Regions from separate parts of the Mus musculus genome. Here all the other regions are linked to region 3. A link is a contact called in public HiChIP or PLAC-seq data. All regions are on one chromosome and are shown on one strand. Each heading gives the region's core, a stretch centred on a gene start, on an enhancer-like site or on the middle of the called end of the contact. The rest is flanking DNA. Distances are from core to core; before and after follow the strand shown.

Region 1 (3,475 bases), core at 140-2,639, 400 kb after region 3:
CTGTATTCTTCCTATAGAGATTGAAAATATCTGACATTAAATAAACAGGACAGTTTTGAGGTTTAGGATATTTACTGTTTAATGAGTGAGCCTAATTTCTGCTCCTTTTTACCCATATTCTTTAGCCAGGTACCACTGTTTGTCCAAATACATCACAAATGGCGACGAATGTACATGGGAGAATGTCAAGGTCCTGGTGTTCGTACTGACTTTGAAATGGTTCATCTTCGAAAAGTGCCAAGTCAGTACACTCATTTGTCAGGCCTGCTGGACATCTTCAAATCCAAAATTGTGAGTTGACGTTGGTGGTGTCAGTCTTATTTGGAATAAAATAAAAGCAGTTTGGTAATTTGAGTATATAGAAATTTTCTATCATCAATTATGTAATAAATTGTAATCAAACTTGATTAGCAAACTGAAATAAATTATGTAAGTTAAATTTATGATTTTATATATTAGTTAAAAAATTAATTGAGTTGGAGAGATGACTCAGCAGTTCTTCCAGAGGCTTTGGCTTCCATTCCAGCACCCACAGGGTGGCTCTCAGTCTTTTGTAACCCCAGTTCCAGGGACTCACTCCAGTGTCCTCTTCTGACCTCTGAGGGCACCAGACACACATGTGGTGCACAGGTACACATGCAGCAACCCCCCCATAAACCTAAAATATAAAAAGAAAAGGAAAATGAATTGAAAAGAAAAAACCAACTGATATTGCATTTTTCTTTAGTGTGACCCACTCAGGAGGACGCATCTGAGCAGTGTTTCTGTCTGGATGTTTAACATAAATAGAAATGTGTAAAATGTGTAAAAGCAACCGCTTATTTCCAAAGTTGAACTTTTTTAACAGAGTAATTGGTCTAGACTCATGAAATAAACGCTGCAGCTGTTTAGATTAAAGAAGGTGAATGAGATGACTGCCGCGTACAGTGAATGGTTTTTACTCGATCAAGGCAGAGCAGACAGGGAAGACCTGGTTTAGGATTGTTGGGATAGTTTTAATATGTACTGAGTATTTAAAAATTAGTGTTGATGTTAGATTTCTTGTGTTAAACATTGAAGCTGCATAGGAAAACATCCTTCTTAAGTAGTTGCTGAGGTACTGAGAAGTGAACTAACTGCCTTGGTGATTACACATTTTAAAGGGTTCAGGAAAAAAATACACGTGGAGGGGAGGGTTCTGTGCCACAGAACTTGGTACAAGTCATGTGAGTGTTGATTATATTCATTTTCCAACTTTGCAAGGTTTTATTATTTTAAAAAGGAATTTCTCTGTTTTAAATAGGTATTGTTTGTTAGGATTAGAACTTGATTAGAAAAGCACGGAACCAGAGGTTTGGCTTAGTGTAGTAGAAAGCCTGCCTAGCATGCATGAGAGTCTTTGTTCTATCTCCAGTGCTGTGGTGGTTTGAATGAGAATAGCCCCCATGGGCTCTTGTGTTTAAATCTTGATCCCCAGTTAGTGCAGTCTGAGAAGAATTAGGAGGTGTCCTATTTGAGAGGAATGTCACTGGAGGTAGGCTTTGAGGTTTTAAAAGCCCATGCCAGGCCAAGTGTCTTTTTCCATTCTCTGCCTACTGCCTGCAGATCAGGATGTAAAGCTCTCAGCCAGGGAGGGATAGGGCTCCGCTGGCCAGCCTGTTTGCCAGCATGCTTCCCTGCCATGATGTTACAGATTAACCCTCTGAAACAGTAAGCAAGCCCCAGTTACTTGCCTCCCTTTGTAAATTGCCTTAGTCATGGTGTCTCCACAGCAATGAAACAATAACTAAGAACATTCCCAGTACTATAAAAAGGAAGAATTGAAGCTTGGAAGGAGGCAGGCTGCCTGGCCAGCCAAACTCAAATCCATCTGAAATACAGGATAGGAATTTTAAAGTCAGGTCTTCTTTTTATCATTTATTTTTTCTTAACATAATCTTTTGTGGTTGTCTCAATTAAAAATCAGTCTTGGAAACATTTGATGTATGTAGTAACTTTGTTACCCAAGTCTTCTGGGCTCTGAAATCTGAACTATCTAATTCTGTATATAATATGGTGGGAATTTTTTTTTTTTTTTGAAAAGCCCAACTTTGTGTTGATTTCTCTTCATTTCCTTTTTTTTTTTCTTTTTAAACATCAGAAGTATTTAATTAGCATTTTGTGAAATTTCTGGTCTGATGCCAATATTTATAATCTTATCCCTTCTTTTTTTGGTTTTTCCAAGACAGAATTTCTCTGTGTAGCCCTGGCTGTCCTGGACTTGCTTTGTATACCTGACTGGCTTTGAACTCACAGAGATCTGCCTGTCTCTGCCTCCCAAGTGCTGGGATTAAAGGCATACCTCACCATACCTGGCTTCTTGTTTCTTTTTTAATGGTCAGAAGTAATTTCTCTTTTCTTTTTGTAACTAAAACTTTATTGTAAAAAAGCCTTCAAAAATCTTATTCCTTTTAAGAAATAGTAATGAACATTTTCAGATATTTTTGTATTACTTCTGTGTAGCTCAACATTTCTCTTTGGAAACTTCTATTTTAAAGAGACTGTCTTGATGTGTGAAGCCTAACTTAGATTTTGGCTGTCAATAGCTGAGGTTTTAAATGAAAAGCATTGTTAGTTTACCATGTCACCTCTCAGCCTTTCACAGTTTTAAAGAACTCTTGATGGTTGGCTTCTCTCAAAATTGATCTGAGAAAATTGAAGTTAAGGTAGTTGAGCACTGTAACGTTTTCTTCATAGTTAAAGCTGTCCACATCTTTATAAAATTACCCTTTAACTGTCACCTGAGATAGAGTAGCTGATTTCATTTCATAGAGCACTAACTTTTAGGAAAGAGTTCCTGTTGATGGGCCCAGTTTTGCCATTTGCTGTCACATAAAGTACAGCTTTAAATCTCTTCCACCATACTACTAAATATTTGAACCTTCTCAGTGCTTTTCCTTTTCAACTTTAATATGTTTAGTTATTTCATGTTCCTTATAAATCATGGTTTTATAATTTAATAGCTAATTTGTATATTTGTTTTAGAACTATACTTTTTGCCTATTCTTTTTAATAAAAGTTTTATTTGGGCCCAGAGAGGTGGCTCCATGGTTAAGAGCATTGACTGCTCTCAGAGGACCTGGGTTCCATTCCCAGCACCTACATTGTGGCTCACATCTACCTGTTACACCAGTTCCAGGGGATCTGATACCTTCTTTCTGGCCTTCACAGGCACCAGGCACTCAAGTGTCATGTAAACATTCATTCATGCAGGAAAGCACTCAAACACAGAAAATAAAGCAAAAAAAAATTTTTTAAAGATTTATTTATTTATTTATTTATTTATTATATGTAAGTACACTGTAGCTGTCTTCAGACACTCCAGAAGAGGGCGTCAGATCTCGTTACGGATGGTTGTGAGCCACCATGTGGTTGCTGGGATTTGAACTTCGGACCTTCGGAAGAGCAGTCGGGTGCTCTTACCCACTGAGCCATCTCACCAGCAACAAAATTTTTG
Region 2 (3,605 bases), core at 82-2,581, 360 kb after region 3:
TGGGGTTAGGAAAGGAGACAGTGGGTTTAAGGATCTTGGTCAGTGTTTATGAGTTGTAAAGTTTGAACAAGAGCTGAGGATGTAGTTCTGTTGGTAGAGCTTTTGCCTAGCATGCATGGTCCTCGCTTCTGTCTTTACCACCACACCATACAATCCAAGACGGTGCTACATGACTGCAGTCAGGATACTCAAAAGGAGGCAAGAGGATCAGAATTCCAGTTCGCTCTTCTCACCACAAGGCGTGTGAGGCTGGCTTATGAACCCTATCTCAAGAACAAAACCAAGGGCTTGAGAGATGGCTCAGTGGTTAAGAGTGCTCTTCCAAAGGTTCTGAGTTCAAATGCCAGCAATCACAAGGTGGCTCACAACCATCTGTAATGGGATCTGATGCCCTTTTCTGGTATACTCATATACATAAAATAAATATACTCATACACATTCTAGTGTAATCATATACATAAAATGAATAAATAAATCTAAAAAAAAACCCATTTGAATGAAAACTCAAAGAGGTTTTTAAATACAATTGTGACCATGCATATCTAGGGTCTTTGCCATATAGGACTACATATGCCCCAAGATATTTATGAATGTAGCCCAATACATCTGTGGATGTGAATGTCATGTAACAATTTCAAAATGTTCATCAGTTTGTTTTTGTTTTTTGTTGTTGTTGTTTTTTGTTTGTTTGGTTGTTTTTTTTCTTCCGAGACAGGGTTTTTCTGTGTAGCCCTGGCTGTCCTGGAACTCACTTTGTAGACCAGGCTGGCCTCGAACTCAGAAATCTGCCTGCCTCTGCCTCCCGAGTGCTGGGATTAAAGGTGTGTGCCACCACGCTCGGCTCATCAGCTCTTCTTGAGTCTACAAAATACTCTTATTATTTTTACTTTTAATTCTTTAAACAATACTTGTTAATTTTATTTCATGTGCATGAGTGTTTCGTCAGCATGTAAATCTGTTTGTGCAGCACGTGCATGCCTGGTGTCAGTCGAGGCCAGAAGCAGGTACAGGATCCCTTTGGACTGAAATCACAAATGGTTGTGAACTGCTATGCAGGTGCTGGAAATCGAACATAGGTCTTGTGAAAGCGCAGCGGGTAGTCTTAACTGCACAGTTATCCCTCTAGCCCCAACAGAATTTTAAAAAAAATATTACTAAACCACCTTGAAGAAGAGCGTATGCCACACTAAGATCTTTCTGTCTGGAGGAAAAAGGTCTTCCCACCTTCCAGCAGGCCCTTTGTAGGCGGGCCCGCTTCGGGGCCCCACCCACCACCCACCGAGGCCCCGCCCACGGCCACTCAGTGCCCTCCTCCTAGCTCCCTTCTTCCCGACAGCCTTCGCGCGGGGCCTGACGCTCCGCTCCGCAAGATGGCGGCGGACAGTGAGGTGAGTTCTGCGCCCTGGGTGCCTCTGTCACAGAGTTCTGCCGCCGACGTCAGTGGCCCGCAGCTTACTGTCTGTGCTCTTCTCTGTCCCCGCAGCCCGAGTCCGAAGTGTTTGAGATCACAGACTTCACCACAGCCTCGGAGTGGGAGAGGTGAGTAGTGTGTTTGGTCCTGTCTGGCCCCGGGCGGCATCACACAGGTGACGCTGGTTCGGAGGGAGACGCCCACGCTTCGTCTCTTCTTCCGCGCCACGGCAACTTTGGCTTTTTCCGCATCAATCATACAGACAGGTCAGACCAACCTTCAGACTCCGCCTTTAAAACAAGTTGTGTTGACTTCCAGATCACTTCCCTGGCACAGAAAACCATTTCCGAGGTCGTCCCCGGGTCTTATGCTTTCATGTCAATTTGCCTCAGTTGTCATCAAAGCCGTCAGCTAAGCAGCTGCTGTGTTTTCTTCCTGTGTTTATTGGAAGAGACTTTTAGCGTACCGATGACTGTTCATCTGTCATCCTCTTACCATCGTTATCCTGTCTTCGAGAAATTAAAAAATTAAAATTCTACTATTTCATACTTATAAATAGTATGTTTACATACGTCTTTGGAATGTTTTGATTCACAGCGTTACATTTTAAACTTGGTCCTGTGCCCAGACTTCCCGAGCTTGTCAAATTCAGATGAACAACTGCATTAAGGCGAACATGTTTTATCACCTGAGTGAGTTGAAAACTAAGTTTGTTGGCTTGATAGCTAGCTATTGAGGTTATTGTTGCAGTGCTTGTAGGCTTTACAAATGTGTGGCTCTCATATCAGTTGGTGGCATAGGAAGATATAAAAGATCTTTGAAATAGTAGTTTGACTTGTGTTCCCATCCCCACACTTCATCGAGTCAGTAAGACTTAACACACTAGCAAGACTTTATGAGGAAGTACTGTGTGCCCTGAACTATCCTAAGATCAGGGAAATCTATATACCTTTTAAAAACTCCAACAAATAGTTAAAATGTAAGCCAGTTGGTACTAACTACAAAGAACTAGTTAAGTAGGGAAAACGTGGACTACAAAATTGTTGGAGACATTTTTGTAGGGAAAAGATAGGAAATGCCTGCTTTGAAATTGGGGAGGGAAATGGAAGCTGGGTGACGTGGCACCTGTGTATAATAGTGACTACTGGCAAGGCTGAGGCGGATCACTTGAGCTAAGGAATTAAGACCAGCCTGAGCAATCTAAGAGGTACTGCCTTAAGAAAGGAAAGGGAAAATGGTTCAGGGTTTGGTTAAACATGAGAAGGGACTGACATTTCGAGACAAGTAAGTGAGGAATTATCACTGGGAAATAAATAAAAATGATACAGTGAGATCAGTTTCCAAAGCCAAGGCAGAGGCGTCGAGAGTTGGTGCACTTGACTAAAAACTCTCCAACTTGACTGTGCATCAGAACCTGCTGGTCTCGGTTCTCAGTGTTTCCCATTAGGTTTTAGGTCCAATCCCCAAATTTGCTTTTCTAACATGGTCCCAGGTAATACAGATGCCAGCAGGTCAGAAGACCATATTTAGAAAGCACTGCTGCTTAAAGTGGCAAGAGCTTTTGATCCTATGGTGCAAGGATTGTTTGGTTTAAGTTGTTACATTGTGGTAAAATGAAGTAAGCAGTTTACATTGATTCATAAAGTGGAACTGTAATTAGTTGGATAGAGTGAACTAGATTTAGGTAGATGAGCTTAATGTAAGTCTGAGGGGAAAGGCTCAATTATGAAACTTCAGGTTCATGCCTAAACGAAAAGATATGTATCAAGAGTGCTCTTTTGGGCACATTGACTGTAAAGTTGATATTTTGAAGGTAGTTAGAAAATGATGGTCTTGGAGGGTGAGTGGTAAGAAGACATTAATGATTAGTGTTTAGAATGGAAAAATGGCCATTTTCCCTGGTTAAATAGTTTAAAATTTCCTGAGGGGTGCTGGGGCGATGCTTAGCGGTTAAGAGTTCTGTACATTCTTCCAGAAGACCCAGATTCAATTCTCAGCACCCACATGGCAGCTCACAACTGTCTAAAACTCCAGTTCTAGGTTATTTAACACCCTCATATAGACATACATGCAAGAGAAACACCAGTGCACATTAAATAAATCAATAGATAAATAAACCCTTTCCCGGGCTGGTGAGATGGCTCAGCGGGTAAGAGCACCCAACTGCTCTTCTGAAGGTCCTGAGTTCAAGTCC
Region 3 (3,212 bases), core at 316-2,815:
GTCTAGTAGGCTACTGGTTATTACGTCACAGAGCTATCACTGACCCTCCACTCTCCCCGCCGTCTTGCTGGACAGCACTTCTTAGAATCACGTGGGCTTTTCCCTTAGAACTTGACGTAAAGCAGCAGTGAGTTGTTAGTGAGTATAGACAGGTTTAAGACAGATCATGGCCAGGAAAATCGCCAAAAAGAATTAACCAGACAGGATCTGTGGCTTAGAACTCAGCAAGTCACAGGACTAAGAGGGTCATGACTAGTAATATCCTGCCTCCCAAGTGTACCTAGTGACTAAGGTTTTCAAGCATTATTACTCTATTTTATTTTATTTTATTTTATTTTATTTTATTTTACTTTATTTTTCTGAGACAGGGTTCATGCAGACCAGGCTAGCCTCAAACTCACTATAAAACAAGGGATGCCCCTGAACTCTAATCTTTTGGCTTCCATCTCTGGGATTGTCAGTAGGTGCCATCCTGTATGTTTTTTTATTGAGGTATAATTAATGTACATTTAATACAAAGATTACAAGGCTCGAAAGCTGGCTTAGTGGGTAGTTGGCGCTTGCTGCCAAGCCGAACCCTCTCCGAACTCAGTCCCAGCCCCATGAGAAAAGGAAAGGTCTGACTCCTGTAAGCTATCCTCTGATCTCCACACTCTCACAGTGGCGTGCACGCCCCTACACTAAAAATATTAAGCTATAATAAAACATTTGAACATAGATATTAGAGATTGACTCTTATTGTGACAGTAGTAAAACATAAATAAACCAACCAAAAAAAACCCAGAAAGTTCTCTCCCCCAGACACCCAGCAAGCTCCCTCATACCCTCACTTAACCCCACACAGTTGCTTTATGACTTCACGCACATATATTAATCCCTCCTGTCCTTGGATTTTATACAGTTGGCCACACAGTATGCGTGTTTCCATCAGAATTCTTTTATCATGTTCTGAGGCTCATACATGTTGCTGCAAGCTTCAGCCCCTTCTCCTGCGTGGTCTGATGTTTATTCTACTGGTCTCAGCACCTTCCAAAAAAAAGTTGGGGTTTTGGTTTTGGTTTTGGTTTTGGTTTTTTATAATTACATCTATGCTGCTTGTGCTTAAAGCACTTTTTCCCCATTTAGGTTCCCAGTGGAGAAATTGTTACTTCATGGAGCTAACAAATAGAAGGGCAGCCAAGAGGGCCTGTATTGGGATTCTCTAGAGAAGGGTAATGAGCGAGGGCACGCGCACGCACGCGCAGTTGATTAATCAAATTGCCGGCAGCCAGTCCAAGGGTGACCATCTGCACCTTTGTAAAGCTGAGAACCCAGTAGCTGAGCAGTCCATGAGGCCAGGTGACTCAGCAGTCCCTGTCTGGTGCTAAAGAAGCCCTGGAGGACTCCTGAAGAGCTGCGGGGCTTCAGCCTACAGTGGAAAGCTGAAGAAACTGGGTTCTGATGGTGGGGAAGGACGGTGGCAGGAGATTCATTTAACAGTAACAAGTGAAGGCCACCTGGGAGGCGGCACCACCCATTCTGAGACAGGGTCCTTTGTCTCAGTTAACCCTTCCTGGAAATTCCCTCACAGACCCACCCAAAGGTCAATTCCAGCTACAAGCCATCTGGCAATCAAGATTTAACCTCACAAGGTCTAATGCTGTCCCCTTATTTAGGAGACCAGGAGGTAAAGTCAGAGAGAAAAGAGCAAAGGTGGAGGCTTAGCTGTGCTTCCTCCATTGGGAGCTACAACAGACTCTTAGAAAGCTAGTCCAATCACAGAGTGAGATCTTGGCCATCAGGATATGTCCATGAAAATGTGCCTCTTCCAACTTGCTGGCTAATATGGAACATCACCCTCTCTCAGCATCCCACTCCCCCAAGATCCCTCCCATCAACACACAGGGTAAGGACATCTGATTGCATCTTCTCCATGACTTTCATCCATTCATATACTTCCATACATAGTAAAACATGGCCAACCTTTTGACATTGTAACACCATCTGTCATCTACAAAGTCCAAGCTGGAAAAAACACACAACGGAGTTAAAAAGGGAGGGAGGGAGGGAGGGAGAAAGGGAGGAAGGGAGAGAGAGAGAGAGAGAGAGAGAGAGGTGGGAGAGAGAGAGAGAGAGAGAGAGAGAGAGGAAAAATCTCATAATGTTTTAAGTGAGTAGAGTTTTATGTGGCCGCATTCATAGCTATCCTGTGGCACAGGCATGAGTTGCCAGGCACGCCAAGCAGCTGTTTCTAGCATCACCTTGCTGAGTCTCTCTGCAGTCCCAGGCACCACTCCTGTTTTCCCCAGACAGCTGCATCTCTGAGCCTTTGTATTCATGCCGCTGCTCACAGGAAAACCTTGTGTCAAAATGAAATTATTTCAATAGTGTGTGCCAGTTGTCACCTCCCATGCGGGGCTTATTCTTTATAGGAGGTGACAGTAACAGTTGCAACACTGGGACACGATGAACTATAGCTACTAACATCAGATGGAGGCCGGATCTGCCACCCTTCCCCTGTTGACCCCCGCTTTCCTGTTCATAGGATGTGAGATGGTGAGAGGGGACTCTGGAGGCTCGCTTGCTTATGCCTGCAAAAAGGCGTCCTTTGCCTTCCTAATGAGGACAGATTTCAAACCGTTCCGACACTGCATGTGTCAGAGTGCCACCAGGGCGATGCTGGTGCCGGCTGAATAATGCATGAGAATCGATTTATGGCCCCAGGTGAAATTAAAACAGTCATTCTCATCTTCAGAACTTTTCGTCACCACCCTCCCCCGCCCCCTCAGATGTGTGGAAATCACACTAAGCACAAGCCTCATCCCTCCCCCACCCCCAGTGATTAAATTATATATTGACAAATTACTCTGTGCTCCCATTCGAAGGCCTGGAATTTTGTAAGTTAGCATCAGACCATGTGGAAGTCAGGATGTTGAACACTGATGCCTGGATCAGTGGTAATAAAAAGGGAATACTGGGGGTATTCCTTTAAGTGGCTAAAGACCGACTGGGTCATGCTAGTCCTGACATTTTCTGGTCAGGCTGATAGGTCCTGCTGAGTATAGAGAGGAGAGTAGGTGCCAGCTTCCTGGGGTCCATGGAACTGAGATGGATGCCAGGGTCACAGGACGCCTCAGAGAAAGACACCGGCTTGCCAGCAAAGGTGCTAAGATTGCCCAAGGGTCCAGTAGGGCGTCTGAGAGCCTGGGCTGACACTCACTCCCTGGCTTCCT

What was found. HiChIP or PLAC-seq counts read pairs in DNA pulled down with a chosen protein or histone mark.
Region 1: a contact with region 3 is called in an H3K27ac HiChIP or PLAC-seq map of embryonic stem cells, with 3 times the contacts expected there. The contact joins two enhancer-like sites. A contact is called at or near these places in 8 of 484 Hi-C or Micro-C datasets (LSK cells, bone marrow-derived macrophages, cerebral cortex and 5 more), 2 of 115 datasets of contacts at active chromatin or transcription factors (both in embryonic stem cells) and 1 of 9 other capture datasets (liver).
Region 2: a contact with region 3 is called in an H3K27ac HiChIP or PLAC-seq map of embryonic stem cells, with 3 times the contacts expected there. The contact joins the promoter of Rab3gap1 here to the enhancer-like site in region 3. A contact is called at or near these places in 6 of 39 promoter capture datasets (the C10 cell line, cranial neural crest, hippocampal neurons and 2 more), 2 of 115 datasets of contacts at active chromatin or transcription factors (embryonic stem cells and pancreatic cancer cells) and 1 of 9 other capture datasets (liver).

Annotation. Positions count from the first base shown.
Region 1 is chr1:127,903,547-127,907,021 of GRCm38.p6, forward strand. Rab3gap1 (RAB3 GTPase activating protein subunit 1) reads left to right here. Exons shown (of 24, transcript NM_178690.4): 7 at 126-291. Among named protein-coding and RNA genes, the nearest start is that of Rab3gap1, 37 kb to the left of the region's middle. Within about 2 kb of position 1,390, at least 27 of the 459 cell types and tissues checked have an H3K27ac peak or open chromatin away from gene starts, as enhancers often do. A contact at or near this core is called in embryonic stem cells, where this site is marked.
Region 2 is chr1:127,867,442-127,871,046 of GRCm38.p6, forward strand. It overlaps Rab3gap1 (RAB3 GTPase activating protein subunit 1), which reads left to right and starts at 1,332. Exons shown (of 24, transcript NM_178690.4): 1 at 1,332-1,388; 2 at 1,484-1,539. The coding sequence starts at 1,371.
Region 3 is chr1:127,505,951-127,509,162 of GRCm38.p6, forward strand. All of the region lies in intron 5 of Tmem163 (transmembrane protein 163), which reads right to left. Among named protein-coding and RNA genes, the nearest start is that of Gm41947, 28 kb to the left of the region's middle. Within about 2 kb of position 1,566, at least 13 of the 459 cell types and tissues checked have an H3K27ac peak or open chromatin away from gene starts, as enhancers often do. A contact at or near this core is called in embryonic stem cells, where this site is marked.